2 separate regions of the Triticum aestivum genome follow, and region 1 is linked to region 2. The links are chromatin contacts, called in public Hi-C maps. All regions are on one chromosome and are shown on one strand. Each heading gives the region's core, a stretch centred on a gene start, on an enhancer-like site or on the middle of the called end of the contact. The rest is flanking DNA. Distances are from core to core; before and after follow the strand shown.

Evidence for each region. A called contact is a pair of places that touch in the nucleus more often than the background predicts.
Region 1: a Hi-C map of leaf shows a contact between it and region 2, with 6 times the contacts expected there. The contact joins two enhancer-like sites. A contact is called at or near these places in 2 of 5 Hi-C or Micro-C datasets (both in leaf).

Annotation. Positions count from the first base shown.
Region 1 is chr6A:210,315,935-210,319,220 of IWGSC CS RefSeq v2.1, forward strand. No RefSeq gene overlaps it. Among protein-coding and RNA genes, the nearest start is that of LOC123130565, 66 kb to the left of the region's middle. Within about 2 kb of position 1,262, at least 8 of the 8 cell types and tissues checked have an H3K27ac peak or open chromatin away from gene starts, as enhancers often do. A contact at or near this core is called in leaf, where this site is marked.
Region 2 is chr6A:209,752,083-209,755,355 of IWGSC CS RefSeq v2.1, forward strand. No RefSeq gene overlaps it. Among protein-coding and RNA genes, the nearest start is that of LOC123130565, 500 kb to the right of the region's middle. Within about 2 kb of position 1,684, at least 4 of the 8 cell types and tissues checked have an H3K27ac peak or open chromatin away from gene starts, as enhancers often do. A contact at or near this core is called in leaf, where this site is marked.

The DNA.
Region 1 (3,286 bases), core at 12-2,511, 560 kb after region 2:
CTTTTTGCACCACCACTGCCACGCCTCTTTCTTCTCTGCTGTTGGTGGTGGCACAACCATCACCGTCGCTTTTGGAACTCCACTTAATTATTAAGTATACCATGAGTAATGCATTGTCCCAGATTGAGATTGATCATTTTGTTGCATTGACAAAATAATCTGTATTTGGGATATTTAAAAAAATAGCAGCTGTAAAGATATTTTGTGCAACAGCAGCGATAGAATTCTGATTGATCACCTTGGCATCCCCATATGAGTTGCCTCCTCCGACCATGATGACACCACGCCGCCGCTAAATTATAAGCTAGCTTTACCCCATGGTGTTCACCTTGTGAGAGTTTAACCATCTTCTAGGCCTCATCGGTGAGGGGATGGTATTCGGCGGTCACCTTTAGGCAATTTTATCAGATGGCTAATAATATGCCAATTGAACCACACACAGATGAAAAATCCCATATATCTGTCCAGATATGAGGGCTGATGGCATCCCTGATGATCACTAACAAGAATGGAATATTCCAAACGGAAACTGAAGGGATCAAGATTTAACAGAAGATCAAACCTGATAATGTAGCATGCAGCGGCTGGAGACTCCTGACACACGCCTCCGCTGCTGGTCAACCACGGGTCAGCAGCGCCGGTGCGTGCCGACGGAAGGGATGAAGAGACCGACGAGACAATGTACATGTGCAGAGAAGCTCCGGCGGAAGGAGCCGCACATAATTGCCAGGCGGAGGATTGGATTCGGACAGCTGGTTGCCATGGCTTCCTTTCATACGTGACGGTGGAGGGTAAGATGGGATCCGCACCGCCCCCCGCCGCTGCCTCCTTCAATCCATGACGGTAGAGTGGCTCGGACGGTCGTCGCCCGGGGGCTCGGGCTATGGCCAACCTAGAGAGGGAGGGCGCCGCGCGGTCGCGAGGAGAGGAGAGAGCCGGGTCGTTCAGGTTTGTGCCAAAGAGATCTGGAGATGAGATGGACAGGTCGGGGAGAAGGTGGAGAACGTGTGGGTTATCTCGATTTTTTCGCTACCATGGAACGTGGGGTTCTATTTCCTGCGATTTTTGTCGAATAAGGTGGAGGTAGCGAAGGCGAGGTCGAACCATCGATCGAGGTTGAACCATCACGACGTTCGATCCTTCTTTAATAATAGAGATGTTTACCGCTGTTACTAAACACAAACAACAAGTAGCTTGTGTGGTTGGCTGCACCTGCACGCTAACGGGAGGTGGTGAGTTCGAAGCTTGCAGAGACCAATGTTTTTTTTCCTTCTTTTGCGAGCCTTTTGGGTTCACTGGTGTGCGTGTTTCGTGGGCCGGCCCAGCGCGGGGCGCTGCAGGCGCCAGGACCGCGAATCTCCCGAGCCGAGCATGTGTAGTGAAAATGTGAGATAAAGAGGTAATGGGCTGACGGTCGCGAGCGTCAGGCTGTTGAGCCTTCGCTGAACAGCACCGCGAACGGGCCGGCCCAGTTAGAGCTACCAAAATCAACGAGCGTACAAAAAAGTCACCAGGAAACTGTTGCGCAAGCAAGAGAACTGGAACTCGTGAATTACGACTAGTGTATAGCTCTTCCAAACCAATAGACCTGACGTGTTCTAGTAATAGATTTCCGGCGCACGACTATAAGAACAAAATTACATCGCCTGATCAATTGAAAATTCGTTTCTCTTTTCAAACTTTTCAACATTTCTTGGGGAAAATGAAAAGAATCTTATTTTTTAAATAGAGTTTGAAATCGTGATTGTTTTTTCTAAATTTGATCAAACTTTTAAAAACGTCAACATTTATTCAAAACATGAACAATAAATCAAATTTCAAATGATGAACAATTTATAAATATACATTGGACATTTTGTGATATACGCTGAACAATTTTGAAATACACACTAAGCATTTTATAATATACGCTGAACAAGTATTTAAATACACATTGAACATTTTGGTGACATACGCTGAACAATGTTCAAATACTGATTGAACATTTTGTGAATATGTGTTGTACAATTTTAAAGTACACAATGAACATTTTCTTAAGTATACGATGAACATTTTCTTAAGTATACTCGTGAATTACGACTAGTGTATAGCTCTTCCAAACCAATAGACCTGACGTGTTCTAGTAATAGATTTCCGGCGCACGACTATAAGAACAAAATTACATCGCCTGATCAATTGAAAATTCGTTTCTCTTTTCAAACTTTTCAACATTTCTTGGGGAAAATGAAAAGAATCTTATTTTTTAAATAGAGTTTGAAATCGTGATTGTTTTTTCTAAATTTGATCAAACTTTTAAAAACGTCAACATTTATTCAAAACATGAACAATAAATCAAATTTCAAATGATGAACAATTTATAAATATACATTGGACATTTTGTGATATACGCTGAACAATTTTGAAATACACACTAAGCATTTTATAATATACGCTGAACAAGTATTTAAATACACATTGAACATTTTGGTGACATACGCTGAACAATGTTCAAATACTGATTGAACATTTTGTGAATATGTGTTGTACAATTTTAAAGTACACAATGAACATTTTCTTAAGTATACGATGAACATTTTGATATATAAATATGCAATGGAATGTGTATAATACACGAAAAAGAAACACAAAGAAAAAAATAAATACGAAGAAAAGAAAAGAAATACAAACAGAAAAAAAGAAATGAAAGGAACAGGAAAAATAAGAAAAAGCATCGCGACCGTGGGCCGGCCCAAATAGGGGGTCTGGTGTCCAGGCTTCAGCGGAGCCACCTCCTTTTGACGCCTGCGGGCGTCAAATAGGATCTGCCCGACTCCCATTGTAATGACCAGGCGAAAGGAGAGCTTCTATTGGGACGTCCACTGCATCCAATATAGCATGCACCGCGTAGGGGACCATGGCTCGGCTGGCCCACTAACATAGAATCGAAGCGAGTTGAGCACAACAACGCGATGCCAAAAATCCTAAAAGAGGGCGCTTGCTAGAACTCGAACTTGCGACCACAAGAACTGACCGCATGCACCACTCGAATTGATGGTTGCTGGTGACTAGCATGTAGCACGAATCTTTAAGGATAGACAACAACAACAGAGTCAAAATCATTTATTGTAAAGTTTCAAACATTTCTTGGAAACCATGAACAATTTTGAAAACATAATTTGTTTTCCGAAATTCCATTTTTTAAATGTGAACAATTTTGTAATTCCAAACATTTTTTCAATTTGAAAACAAATTTGAAAACACAAGAATATTTTTCAAAATTATGAACAAACAATGAAACTGTGAACAT
Region 2 (3,273 bases), core at 434-2,933:
CGTGCTGCCCTGCGCTGTTTCTCGCTCCTTGCTAGACGGAGCACCGTCTCTCCTCTCGTGAGGGAGCTACTAGCACAGCCCGTTACAGTAGCAACGACGCCAGTTCTTTTTACATTGTTTAGAAAAAATAAAAAAAAAGGAAAAAGAAAACGGAAAAAATGAACAGATAATATACGTGTACCTTCATGATTTTGGGTAGGCCCAATTAGGGCGTCTTGAGGCAAGACTAGCTTGTGTCACGCTGCGAACGAGACACAGACCCACCCCCGTTCACTCTAAAGAGAGAAAATCTACTGAAAAGACCACTCGGTTTTATTATCAAAGTATAAAATGTTAAATACAACTAAATATGTTCATAAAATTTTAAAAAAATATTCATTTGTTTTATAAATTCAGAAAAATTTACAAATATTTATGTATACCTTCTGATATTTTTAGAAAACACAAAATTATTAGAGCATTTTTAAAATATTAGATTTTCAAAAATATATATTAAAGTATTTGCATGGGGGTCGTCGCTCGTGGAGTGCACATAAGGGATAGACATGCAATTGTTGGTAATTTTGCAAAAAGAAAACTAGATAAATGTAGAACCACACCCCTAGTTGCGCGCATGTTATGCCCCCTTGCAATTGCACCCGAGGTGCAGTACATGCAATTGTGTGTGAGGGGTAGATGTGCAACAAGTGATAATTTTGCAAAACAATTATTAAAAAAAAAAGTAAAACCGCACCACCTAGTTGTGTGCGCGCTATGCCCCTTACAAATGAACCCGAATTGCAGTATATGTAGTGCACGTGAGGGCCAACTTATTGGTGTACTGATCCAGAGAGAATGGACCGGCGAGGAAGTTCGGCTGTTCTGCCATGTGCACGTGAGAGCCAACTTGTAATCGTAATGGTATATGTAAAGAAAAAAAATGAATGGAATGAAAAATATTTCAAAGGCGACATATGTATCACAGGGAAAGAAAAGGTTAGCAAAAAAGACTACAACAATTTGTGATGGGAATACGATGGCATGAACTTGTGGAGCAGCAGAACAGGACAAAATGATCAAATGACATCAGGTCGACCAAAATAATTCCATGATAGAAAAATAAATAGAGAAAAAAGACGATCAAAAGATTGAAAGGAAAAACACATATGACACGAAAGAGAGGAGTACTGAAACCTCTGATTAGAGCAAGTGAATGGACGGCTCAAATAGAGTTGGACAATAAAGAAAGTATCGAACCGAACGAGATGATGCACCGCACGCACATGAACAGCGACGTAGAATAACAGTTGAACAGAGTATATTTGTCTCATATTGAGTGCGTTTCAAATTTGCATCCAGTTTTCAGTCAATTTCCGCCGGCACAGTTTTTCGGATCACAACAAGATTAAGAGCTCTAGGAGAATATGCTGATGCATGCCCCCCCGCACCTGCTGGCACCCTTGCGAAGTTTAGAAGGTCATGATTTGGGAAATATTAAAGAAGCGACTTTGATCCTCTCTCGGAGAAAAAAAAGTGATTTTGACGTTTCACTAAAAAGGCATTTTGGCATTACTCCTGCGTCAAACAGGTGGTGCTTATAATCTACTGTGCCATTTTCGTGGAGGCCATCAGGCATGTGATCTTCGCCAGAAAAAAGTCGATCATGGTGGAAACTTCTTGGTATGGTCTGAGCTGCAGCTCGGAAGCAGCAACACGACACACAAATCCTGCTCTTGTCGATCTCCGGGCCCTTCTAGAAGCTCGTAGCTCGAAGTGCACGTAACGAAAATCTTTAAAGGTCCCCGCACGAAAACCGAGTGAAGTTTCTTTCTCCTTCTCCAGGTGCCCGGCCCGAGCTTCCTCCAGCGCCATGCCACGGCAGCAGCACAGAGCACACGTGCACTTGAGTTTCGGATAAGCTCGGGCACGGCCGACGGTGGAAATGCGGAAATATCACTCGTAGTCGTAGAGCATAAACGAGTTTAGCCTATGCAATCCCAGCCAAGACCGAAAACCACGTGCCGAATTCGGTGCATTTCCCCGAGTCGCTGCTCGACGACGGACAGAGGTGACTTGCGCGTTCGCATCGCATATCTCACGGGTCGACGCCCGGTGCCGTACCCGTACTCGACCGACCGACCGGTCCTGACGACGACGACACACGCGCGGAGGCAGGACAGTTGCGTCGCGGCTGAATCCTTGCCGCGAACACCTGGGCGATCGGGTTCCGTACGCTCCACGTGGACTATGCCCGGCCGGCCAGATGGCGCTCCGGGGCTAGCCCGCTCCGGCCGGCGACAGGTGTCTCCCCGACGGCGACGGCTCTCGACGGCCCTCGTATCGCACTCGCCGCGGCGGGAGCGGGACGGTCGAAAAGGGGGCGAGCGATCGTGATCGAGCACGTACAGTTGTTGCGTACGCACGTTAGACGGGACAGACATTTTGGGGGCGGCGCGTTGGCCGCGTGTTTCGCCGGTTTCGGATGTGGTGGTCGTCGCTCGCTTGCGTCGTCGGAGCGGATGGGTGCCAAGTCACGCTGCTGCTACGTGCAGCTAGCGACGATGGTGCTCACTTTCAAGATCGAGGAACGAAGCTGGGCCGAACCTTCCTTCCGCTGTCCCTTTCTCCGGATCTCTTGGCTGCTGGCTGTGGAGTGCAGGAGTACGTACGCAGCTGCTAGTGGCCTCCCTTTTTCTTTCTTGTTTCTTCTTTCTCTCTCTAGGAAAAATAACGAGGGGGGCGTCCGTGTAGTTTCATGCCTGCCAGCATACACCAAAGGGTTGTTTACTTTAAATATTTTGATTGACCGGCTCCGGTGAGTCTAGATTAAAGGCCGTGTCGGCAAAGTTTGGGCTTGGTTCCATGTGCGTCTAGTTGTGTTTGAGACTTTTTTGTTGAGCTCGGTTTGGCCATACCCCGAATGACGTCGTCTTGCACTGCACTTAATTAGCGTCCTAATTAACGCACTGGCTAATTGGTTCTTCATCGTCTCACAAGGACAGATTACAAAGTCAAAAACCACAAAGAGGCAGGCAAAGGAAGACCATTAGACGAGAAGTGGCCTTGACAGGTACAAACGGGATAAAGTACCGTGCCTTTTCTTGTTCTATAATGATGATGTATGGGTACGTAGTGTACCACTAGCCTTGGCAGGCGTTTACATTAGACAAGAAGCGACTCCAACGCAGATCATCAAACGTGTTACCAAATGTTTACAGGTACGTTGTGTCTACGAACAAGGATAGAGCTCATTCAACCGCAGACACTAGTGGTACATAGTGTACCACTAGCTTT